3 separate regions of the Bombyx mori genome follow, and all the other regions are linked to region 3. A link is a contact called in public Hi-C data. All regions are on one chromosome and are shown on one strand. The core of a region is the stretch at or near the end of the contact, and the rest is flanking DNA. Distances in the headings are between cores, read along the strand shown. Region 1 overlaps LOC101744319 (plasma membrane calcium-transporting ATPase 2). Region 2 overlaps LOC101744319 (plasma membrane calcium-transporting ATPase 2). Region 3 overlaps LOC101744319 (plasma membrane calcium-transporting ATPase 2).

Region 1 (3,147 bases), core at 303-2,802, 88 kb after region 3:
GGACCTTGCCGCTAAACTTTGGCCATTAAGCGTACAGGCGTATAGAGTAATTAATAATAATAATAATAAAAATCATTTATTGCCTTTCACATCAAATAAAATAAAATGAAATCAAATAAAAGGAAAGAAAAAAAAGGAGAGAAAAAGGCAAAAGGAGGTGGCTCAGCTATTGCTGTTCAAGGTTGATACGATCGAACAGCGCTGATTTTCAGTCACCCCCATTTCCCTTTGGTTCTTTGCGGGAATGAAGGCTAGGTACGTGTGTACATACTTAGAATATGGTATAAATTAGTAAAATTAGTAAAAAATAATAATAATAATTGTTGAGCCTTTTCAATTAAACAGAATAGCTATTTTCATGTATCATTAAGTTCCCTCCTCGATGTTTCCGCAGAAGTTGTTCTTCTTTAAACTCGTTTATTCATTCATAATCACTCAGTAATCACACACGATGTGGCTCCGGGTTGATCATTAAAAGGCTTGATCCGGTACTCTCGAGCGTGACTTTTGGACTTTGCTTTGTAAAATCGGTAACTAAGCAGGTTTTTATTTCGTGTATACATTATGTATCTTTGCTAATGCCATAAAAAAACGAAGTAGAATTTACCTTCATCGATAGATGATTTATATTAGTTAAAAGATACAGTCGTACCATAATGTAAACTCAATAATGTGAATAGCGCTAATAATAATAATAAATCGTTATTATCAATATCATCTCAGTATATGTTAGTTATCAGAGTGACATGATTTACATGTACATCGCGATGTGGTGGTAGGACCTCTTATGAGTCCGCACGGGTAGGTACCACCACCCTGCCTATTTCTGCCGTGAAGCAGTAATGCGTTTCGGCTTGAAGGGTGGGGCAGCCGTCGTAACTATACTGAGACCTTAACACTTATATCTCAAGGTGGGTGGCGCATTTACGTCGTAGATGTCTATGGGCTCCAGTAACCACTTAACACCAGGTGGGCTGTGAAGTCATCCACCCATCAAAAGCAATAAAAAAAATTGTATAATTTCGTGATTAATTTATTGATTTCATGTTTTCTATTCCTTTTAAATGGTTACCATTAGTATATACATTTATTTATGTGCTAGTTTATCGGACTTCATTTTTAATGACTTCTATTGTTTTATCATCATGAAATTCTCCAGAAATTACCCGTATTTCCGATGAGAACGCTATACTCGTAGTGTAGTATGGTCTGATCATAAATAAAGACAGGGAATGAAGCAACCGAATGTCACCTTTATAGTTTTTTTAAATACACTAATACGGTGGGCAGCGGCTTGGCTCTGCCCCTGGCATTGCTGAAGTCCATGGGCGACGGTAACCACTCACCATCAGGTGGGCCGTATGCTCGTCTGCCTACAAGGGCAATAAAAAAAAAAAAAAAAAAAAAACTTGATACTTTTTGATAGACATGTCATTGTAGCGCTAGATGAGACAATGCTTATGATAATATACTTGAGTCATTCTATAAATATGCTAACTAATAAACGTTAATTAGTCAATAAAGATACACTATAGGGTCGTGAATAACAACTGACCCCACTTGAACTTTAATGTTGATAGATCGATGCAATACAAGCTGATGAGCTAATTGCAGACCTAATATTAATACGAATCCCTTGACACTTAATAATAAATAATACTGAGACGAAAGTAAAGTCATGTTTTTTTTTATAGCTTAGATGGGTGGACGAGCTCACAGCCCACCTAAGTGGCTACTGGAGCCCATAGACATCTACAACGTAAATGCGCCACCCACCTTGAGATATAAGTTCTAAGGTCTCAAGTATAGTAACAACGGCTGCCCCACCCTTCAAACCGAAACGCATTACTGCTTCACGGCAGAAATAGGCAGGGTGGTGGTACCTACCCGCGCGGACTCACAAGAGGTCCTACCACCAGTAAAACTATGAGATCGAAATCTCCATTGTACCACAATAACTGTTTCCTAGAGAACTATGTCTATGGGCTCTATTAGATATACAACACCAGATGAGCTAATCCGCCCAAGTAGAAAGATCCCCAAAAACGCAATTGTTACAAACGTACACAATTTTATTTTATCGTTCCTCCGCACTTTGTCACTGTCTCTATTTACCCCCGAAAAATAAGAGCAAACGCAATAATTCCAATAAAAACATGAGTCCGACATTTGGTACCCGACCTTGCACCAAGGTCGACATCAGAGGTCAAGGCCATTTCCTCATATCCATTCAGCTAGCGTGTGTACATAATCAGTTAACGTAGTAAATAAAAAAAATGGGTGAAGGTGTACTTAATTTATCTTTAAATTTGGGACAATTTCTACGTAATTTGTTATGTAATGTTAGTTCGTGAATAGTGAGTCATAATTCAAATGCTAATTAACATTAACACAAAAATTTAATCAGACGATGTATTTAGTCATAGACGGAATGCGTATGCATAGTAATATTTTTAACTTTTTGGAATTTTGAAATCTAAAGGTAAAGGAAAAGAAAATTTAGTCCTGTCTATGGTACGTTGAGCTTTATAATGGATACTATTGCGTGTTTAGTGCGAGTTTTTTAACTTTCTCGATAGCATAAAAGTTAATTTAAATGTGTATGCAGTTGGAACAGCGCTCCTAGCGGCAAACGTAGGCAAACGTTCCAACTCCATACAAATTTGAGTTAACTTTTACGGTATCGAGAACGTTAAAAAACTCGCACTAAGTAGACTGGAGATATAACCCATAGTAGGGTGACGTCAGGCAGGTGGCTGTTCGTAAAACTCATGCCAAATACCTATGCAGTATGCTGTAACGACCTTACATAATGTTGGTTAAGGACAAAAAGAAGAATGAGAAGTAAGCACTGGCGTGCGTGGCCTTATAGATAAGAAATCGGGGTACTGATAGTCACGTGAATATGCAATGGCTCGTTTACGGCGTTGGTAATAATAAATTTGCACAACACTAATAATCTGTGTTCACGAATAACTTTCAATCGAACATCACTTTCTCTTTCTGGTTGTTCCCTCAATGCTGAGGATCGTGACTGTATGTCAATCTTCTCCACTCGGTATGTACCGCTCCCTGTATCTGTATGAATATTATGTCCGCAAGTTGTGTTAGTGTGTCATGCGATCCGACTGACCCTCGGCGCCATCG
Region 2 (2,730 bases), core at 1-2,500, 65 kb after region 3:
GTATACGCGCATACGGCTGATGGTGAGTGGTTATTATCGCTCATAGACGTCAGCAATGCCAGCAGCAGAGCCATGCCGCTGCCTACCGTTTAATAGTCTCCACAAGCCTCGTTTGAAGAAGGACATGTCATAGCGCTCGGGAAACACTTTGGAGAGGAGCTCATTCCAAAGCCGGATGGTACGTGGCAAAAAAGATCTCTGGAAACGCACTGTGTATGAATGCAGTGGCTCCAGGTACCGTGCATGAAAAATACTAGATGATAACTAACCGTACGGGTTACATATACAAGACGCTACTATCAGAAGTATTATATTATCAAAAAACGTACCAAAATTGATCAGCAATAAAGTTAAATAAGTATATTAGATGGTTTGTTGCGTCAGAACAGCAAAAAACAACGAAGTAGCAACAACAAGGTGCGGTTTATGAGAGTGCAACTATGAAAATTCAAGGTTCAAGAACGAAAGCAATATACGTTAAGTGATGAGTGGTTATTGCACTTGTGTATCGCGTGCAGTACCAATGTTTACGTTAACGGCTGCGGCCGGTCCGCGCAAACTAATTTACGTATAAACTCCCCCTGCCTCGTGGACTCTAATTACGTTTTGTGATGGACAAACGTTGTGTTGAGTATATTCGACTTTGTTATTACGCTTTCTTACGTATTTTATTTATTTACGACTTCGTCCGCGTGGAATAGTTACTTTGGCATAACTTTTTTTATAAAAACTTTTAAAGGGCAACAATTTTTTCATACATTATATTAGCGTAACTTTAACCGTTTCCGCAGCGCACGCAGCGGAACCTATCAAAAGGGAAAAATACCCCGATTTTGAAACATTCTTTATTGGTGCTCCGCTTGCATTGGTCTTAGCGTGATGTTATATAGCCTATAGCCTTCCTCAATAAATGAGCTGACACTGAAAGATTTTTTTAAATCGAACCAGTAATTCCTGAGATTAACGCGTTCAAACAAACTCTTCAGCTTTATAATATTAAGTATAGATTTGGTACGGTTGCAATTGCTAATCGACTTTAACGTTAATCTTCCGCTCGTTCTGTTTACCGAACAAATAATGTTCCTCAAAGAAACATTTTATAAACATTACGTCATCCATAATAATCCGTGCATTAGGGATGGCGCCTCCTAGGAGCGTTCCCGAGGGCGGCCAAGCGGAAAGCGTCCTGCCTGTTCGATAAATCATTTTAAACTGACGCCGGTCGACATCGGCCGTCGGATACTGTCGGTGCTCTGTCGCTACACGTAACGAAATCGCGTCATCGATGACTTATCGCTCTGACTGGCCTTTGACTGGGACCTTGATTGAGAAATTACTGGGTTCGAAAGTACGTTGCGGCCAAACTGGATTATATTTTTCTTGTTTCATGTACATTACTGGTGTTAGGTTACTATGGCGGAATTATAATCATTGACAGGTTAAAATTTATTCTTAAAAAAAAAACTCATTCAGATATTTAAATGAGGTAAACTTAATTGAAGTTCAATTAAAAACATCGAATTGTTGATGCTAATACCAAATAAAACGGACCTTTAATTACAAAGATGAATGTGGCGTATTAAGCGAAATAATGCTTAAACCAAATCGTCTTTCAAACCTCGATAAGTCAAACACTGGTGATTTTTTATCTGCATAGGATACAAACTGATATATTATTTTGTCGAATCCAAGGATCAGTGTCTGGTTAAAATACGGCCCAACGTACTGATTATGATTTAAAAAAAAACGTATTTTTTCGCTAAGAAATACTGAATTTAGCGGTGAGTGTGCCGGTTTATAAGGCATGACGTTATCATCAAGGTATGACAATGTGAGCGGAATATGTTAATGATAAATCGGTGATGTCATTGTGGGATGTTGGTAATGTGTGTTTGCAGACTTAAAAATTATAGCCAGTTGAAGTACGACTAGTATTAGTAGTAAAAGATTTGTAAAGGCCAAACTTCGGTAACGTTCTGAATCAAATCATATCATAACCGTTTTAATCAAAGCGATATTTCATAATATTGTTTGCCACTTCAAAAATTACTTTTTCTCTTCTGCTATTCATTATTGGTTTAAATGAAGGACTAATGAAATTTTTATTTTTTTCGTGACATGGTCGGTAAACGAGCTCACAGACCATCTGGTGTTTAGTGGTTATTACATCCCATAGAAATTACTGGCCACTTTGAAATATGAGGTATAAATCTAAATAGTGTTGTCTAAACCTTCAAACTGGAACGCAGGACTGTTACGTGGCAGAAATAGTCAGTTTTTTTTCCTACCTAAGATGATGGCCTTGAGGAGGCTATGTCAGCGTAACCTAACAAGGAGGTGAGCTCCGAAATTACGTGCTTAGGGCTACGTCGACTGTTTACCATTCGGTCTACAGGATCGGGAATATAATTACCGGCGGCCAGTATGGGAGGGTTCTCGAGTTGTGCCGCTTTTTCGAAATGGCGCACTCATGCCAACTTTAGATGTGTAAACTCCACTTCCAACAGTCAGGAAATAATACACAGATTGCAGTAGTTTACTTAATTCTGTATTGCTTTATTTGTAACTCCACTTTTACAATCTTTAGACATCTGCCCACTACCGAATACACTGATTTCTGTCCCGTTTTTCAGACTACCGCCCTTTTTATTATGTCACGACCCCACTACTGGCATTGCTACCACCAACAGTGTTGCTATTTGGCAATCCGAAAATTGGCTTAACTTTAAC
Region 3 (2,999 bases), core at 371-2,870:
ATGAAAATGCTCTGAATGAAATAAAAATAACAATTTTGTTTTTCCTATGATGTCCCCCCCATCGGACGGATTTCTTTTGTTTGTTTTAACTTTATTTTATACAAAAGTTTAGGTCTTTTATTTATCGATTGAGGCACTACGAAGTCTGCCGGGTAATAAAAAATTATTACAAAATATAAATATTAATCTGAAATGGTAGTGCAAGGTAGAGGGGGAAGAGGTCGACCGAAGAAGACATGGATGCAGTGTGTGAATGACGATATGAGAGAGAAAGGAGTGATTGTTGAGCTGACGGCTGACGAAGAGAATGGAAGAGAAAAATTAGCTGTTCTAGTGGGATAAGGTAGAGAAAAAGAAGAAGAAGAAGATTTATTACAAATATACGATAGACAGATAAGGACACCCTGATCTATCACTTTGATACATATTTATCTCGAACATACATATTATTATGTATTATGTACATGAGCATAATCTTTGATTTACAAGTACTTACAGAACCGACTCTGTTGTCACAAATCTTTTTTGTTAAATATAAACTTTGAATATAATTACTAGGTTTTGGATCGGTCTTTAGCGGATCTATCTGAGACCTGACACCGATTGACATATAATAATAATTATTATTATACGAAAAACTGTACATTGTAACTGCAATGACGCATTAAAGTTATAATAGTAGTAACAACCGTGAACAAACCACACACGGTCATATTTGGCCCAAAGTTAAATTGCCATTAACTTTTGAATTTTTGCATACATTTCAAGGACCGTTGACAATACAATAATTATACATTAGTCTAAAACATACCAGGATAATCAGGGTAAAAATAAGGTTATTTTAAACTTTAGTTTCCCTGTTCATTCTGCCTCTGTTGAAATACTTGGGCGTAGTGCCTCTCTGATGTTTTCATTTTCCATCATACTTGTTATCGAATGACGTATTTTATTGGACTTATCTTAACGTTCGAGTTTATTAGTTATACATCTTTAGTCTGAATTGCAAATGTACCTCTAACTAACTTTTCCTACCTAGTAACCAGCGCTTTGAAGACCATAGCCTTCTTCATTGTGTAGTTGGGTTATTTACCCAACTATTGAGCTTACTGTGCAACCGGTGTAAAGTGGTCACCGCATATAGACCACATCATGAATGCCACCATCCACCTTGAGACATGAGGTTTAATTCTCTATTGTTAAGTTACACTTTCTCTCATTTTTCATACCGGAACTCATGACTGCTTCGCGAACGCTTCCCTTATGGATTTCAGTACGGACTACGATATGATATAAGATATCTATGAATTAAGATATGATATAAGTGGCGATATTCACATTATAGACTATAGGTTCCTATCCATCCGATTAACAACGAACCCGACGTGAAAAGGAAACCTCGAAAACTGGGTTCGAGAAGAAAGCTAAATTATTAATGGCGGTTGTCCGAGAATATCTCAGTACCAAAATGAAAATAGGTTGTTGAAACTTGATAAAAAAGGGCAAGCATCCCCTATGATAAACCGAACAAGCCAGTCAAATCTCTTGCCCCACACGTATCGGATGCACTTATCGTTGACCTGATAAGCACTGCAGTTGGATTATTTATTCCAAACGGCCTTATCACCAATGAGTCATCGGGTCACGGGTGACACATTAAACTACTCCATCACCAAGGTGGGTGTAGTGACGACCTTATAATTAAAAGGTTAAAGACCTCAACTGTGCGACTCTCTTGGCCTTCACGGAACGCGATCATGGAAATAAGCCGGTTTTTTTTTTCTATGTTCAATTTCGAGTCACCTTGGTTTTTTTAATTAGACATGTACGTATGCGAACGAAATGAAATAAGTAGTAGGTACGTGTTAATATATTAATTTATTTTGATAACGATTAGTTGTACAGCTGTAAACGTATGTTTCATAGAAGTCATGTGGCTTCTTTTGTATTTATCGACGCCATTCGTCCTATTCAGAATTTATGTTATTAATAAATATAAATAAGTTCCTAAGCTAAAGTCTGAGTGCGAGCCAAAAACTTACTCAAATAGGCCGAGTCGGTTTGATGCCAAATAGGCATAACTGAAACCTTAGGCTCGCTTCGGTGTAATATAAAATGAGGCCAATTGACTCATATGACATAACTTGTCAGGGAATTGGCTTCGCTGTGATCATCTTAAAAGAATCCGGCCAGCAAGCGTCTTTTATTGCAGACGTAACATACCTAATGTGTTCCCTCAAGTCACGGAATACCCACTCCATTAATTTGTTTATCTCTGAAGTGGTTTGATTACGTGCGACAATCGGTCATTGAAGAAATAAATTAAATAATTAAGTAAGGAAATAATATGTCTATTCATTATAAGCAACTGGTTTTTTTCCCCTACCTGTGCTGATAGCCTTGAGAGGCTATTTCAGCTTCACCCTAACGCGTGTAGGTGAGCTCACGGAGCACAAACCGGAGTGTTGCTAACACTGACCCTAGCAAGAGCAGTGCTTCGCAGAATCTACCACAGGATAGGAGACGCGACCCACTGAGAAGATCGAGAAACTCAGTGGGCTGTGTCTATGGGTTAATTCGCTCGTCGAGTCCTACGTCGCAAGCGACGGGTTCGACGAGGACGGTGACCGGTGCATGTGATGCCTAAAAGCACTGTTAATAGAGACTGGAATTGTGTTTTATCAAGAAACGAACAAGTAAAAATTACAAATTTGTGATTTAAAACACTCACTGCGCCGTTTTAAAGTCCTTTTTAAAGTAATAATATCCAACCTCTTTATCATATTAAATTGTCACGCTTATGTGCTGAGATGTAAATCAAGGTTATTTATTTATTTACTTCGTTTAGCTAAATACGTAAAATTTCTCAAATGTGAAATATTCATTGCGATTTTCAACTGTTATTTACTGCTGAAAGAACATTTCAATTCGTATATGTTATAGGGGTGATGTGAATTAATATTATGAATCGCACCAAAATTGGCCAATCAGTTTACCTTTGG

What was found. Hi-C and Micro-C count contacts between places; a contact is called where the count stands out from the background.
Region 1: a contact with region 3 is called in a Hi-C map of whole pupa, with 2.4 times the contacts expected there. The contact joins two enhancer-like sites. A contact is called at or near these places in 4 of 7 Hi-C or Micro-C datasets (midgut and whole pupa).
Region 2: a Hi-C map of middle silk gland shows a contact between it and region 3, with 1.8 times the contacts expected there. The contact joins two enhancer-like sites. A contact is called at or near these places in 3 of 7 Hi-C or Micro-C datasets (middle silk gland and whole pupa).

The regions. Positions count from the first base shown.
Region 1 is chr27:9,971,791-9,974,937 of ASM3026992v2, reverse strand. The region is part of intron 5 of LOC101744319 (plasma membrane calcium-transporting ATPase 2); the gene reads left to right. Among protein-coding and RNA genes, the nearest start is that of LOC134201556, 50 kb to the right of the region's middle. Within about 2 kb of position 1,552, at least 3 of the 8 cell types and tissues checked have open chromatin away from gene starts, as enhancers often do.
Region 2 is chr27:9,995,046-9,997,775 of ASM3026992v2, reverse strand. The region is part of intron 5 of LOC101744319 (plasma membrane calcium-transporting ATPase 2); the gene reads left to right. Among protein-coding and RNA genes, the nearest start is that of Mir3409, 37 kb to the left of the region's middle. Within about 2 kb of position 1,250, at least 8 of the 8 cell types and tissues checked have open chromatin away from gene starts, as enhancers often do.
Region 3 is chr27:10,060,267-10,063,265 of ASM3026992v2, reverse strand. The region is part of intron 3 of LOC101744319 (plasma membrane calcium-transporting ATPase 2); the gene reads left to right. Among protein-coding and RNA genes, the nearest start is that of LOC134201557, 4.7 kb to the right of the region's middle. Within about 2 kb of position 1,620, at least 5 of the 8 cell types and tissues checked have open chromatin away from gene starts, as enhancers often do.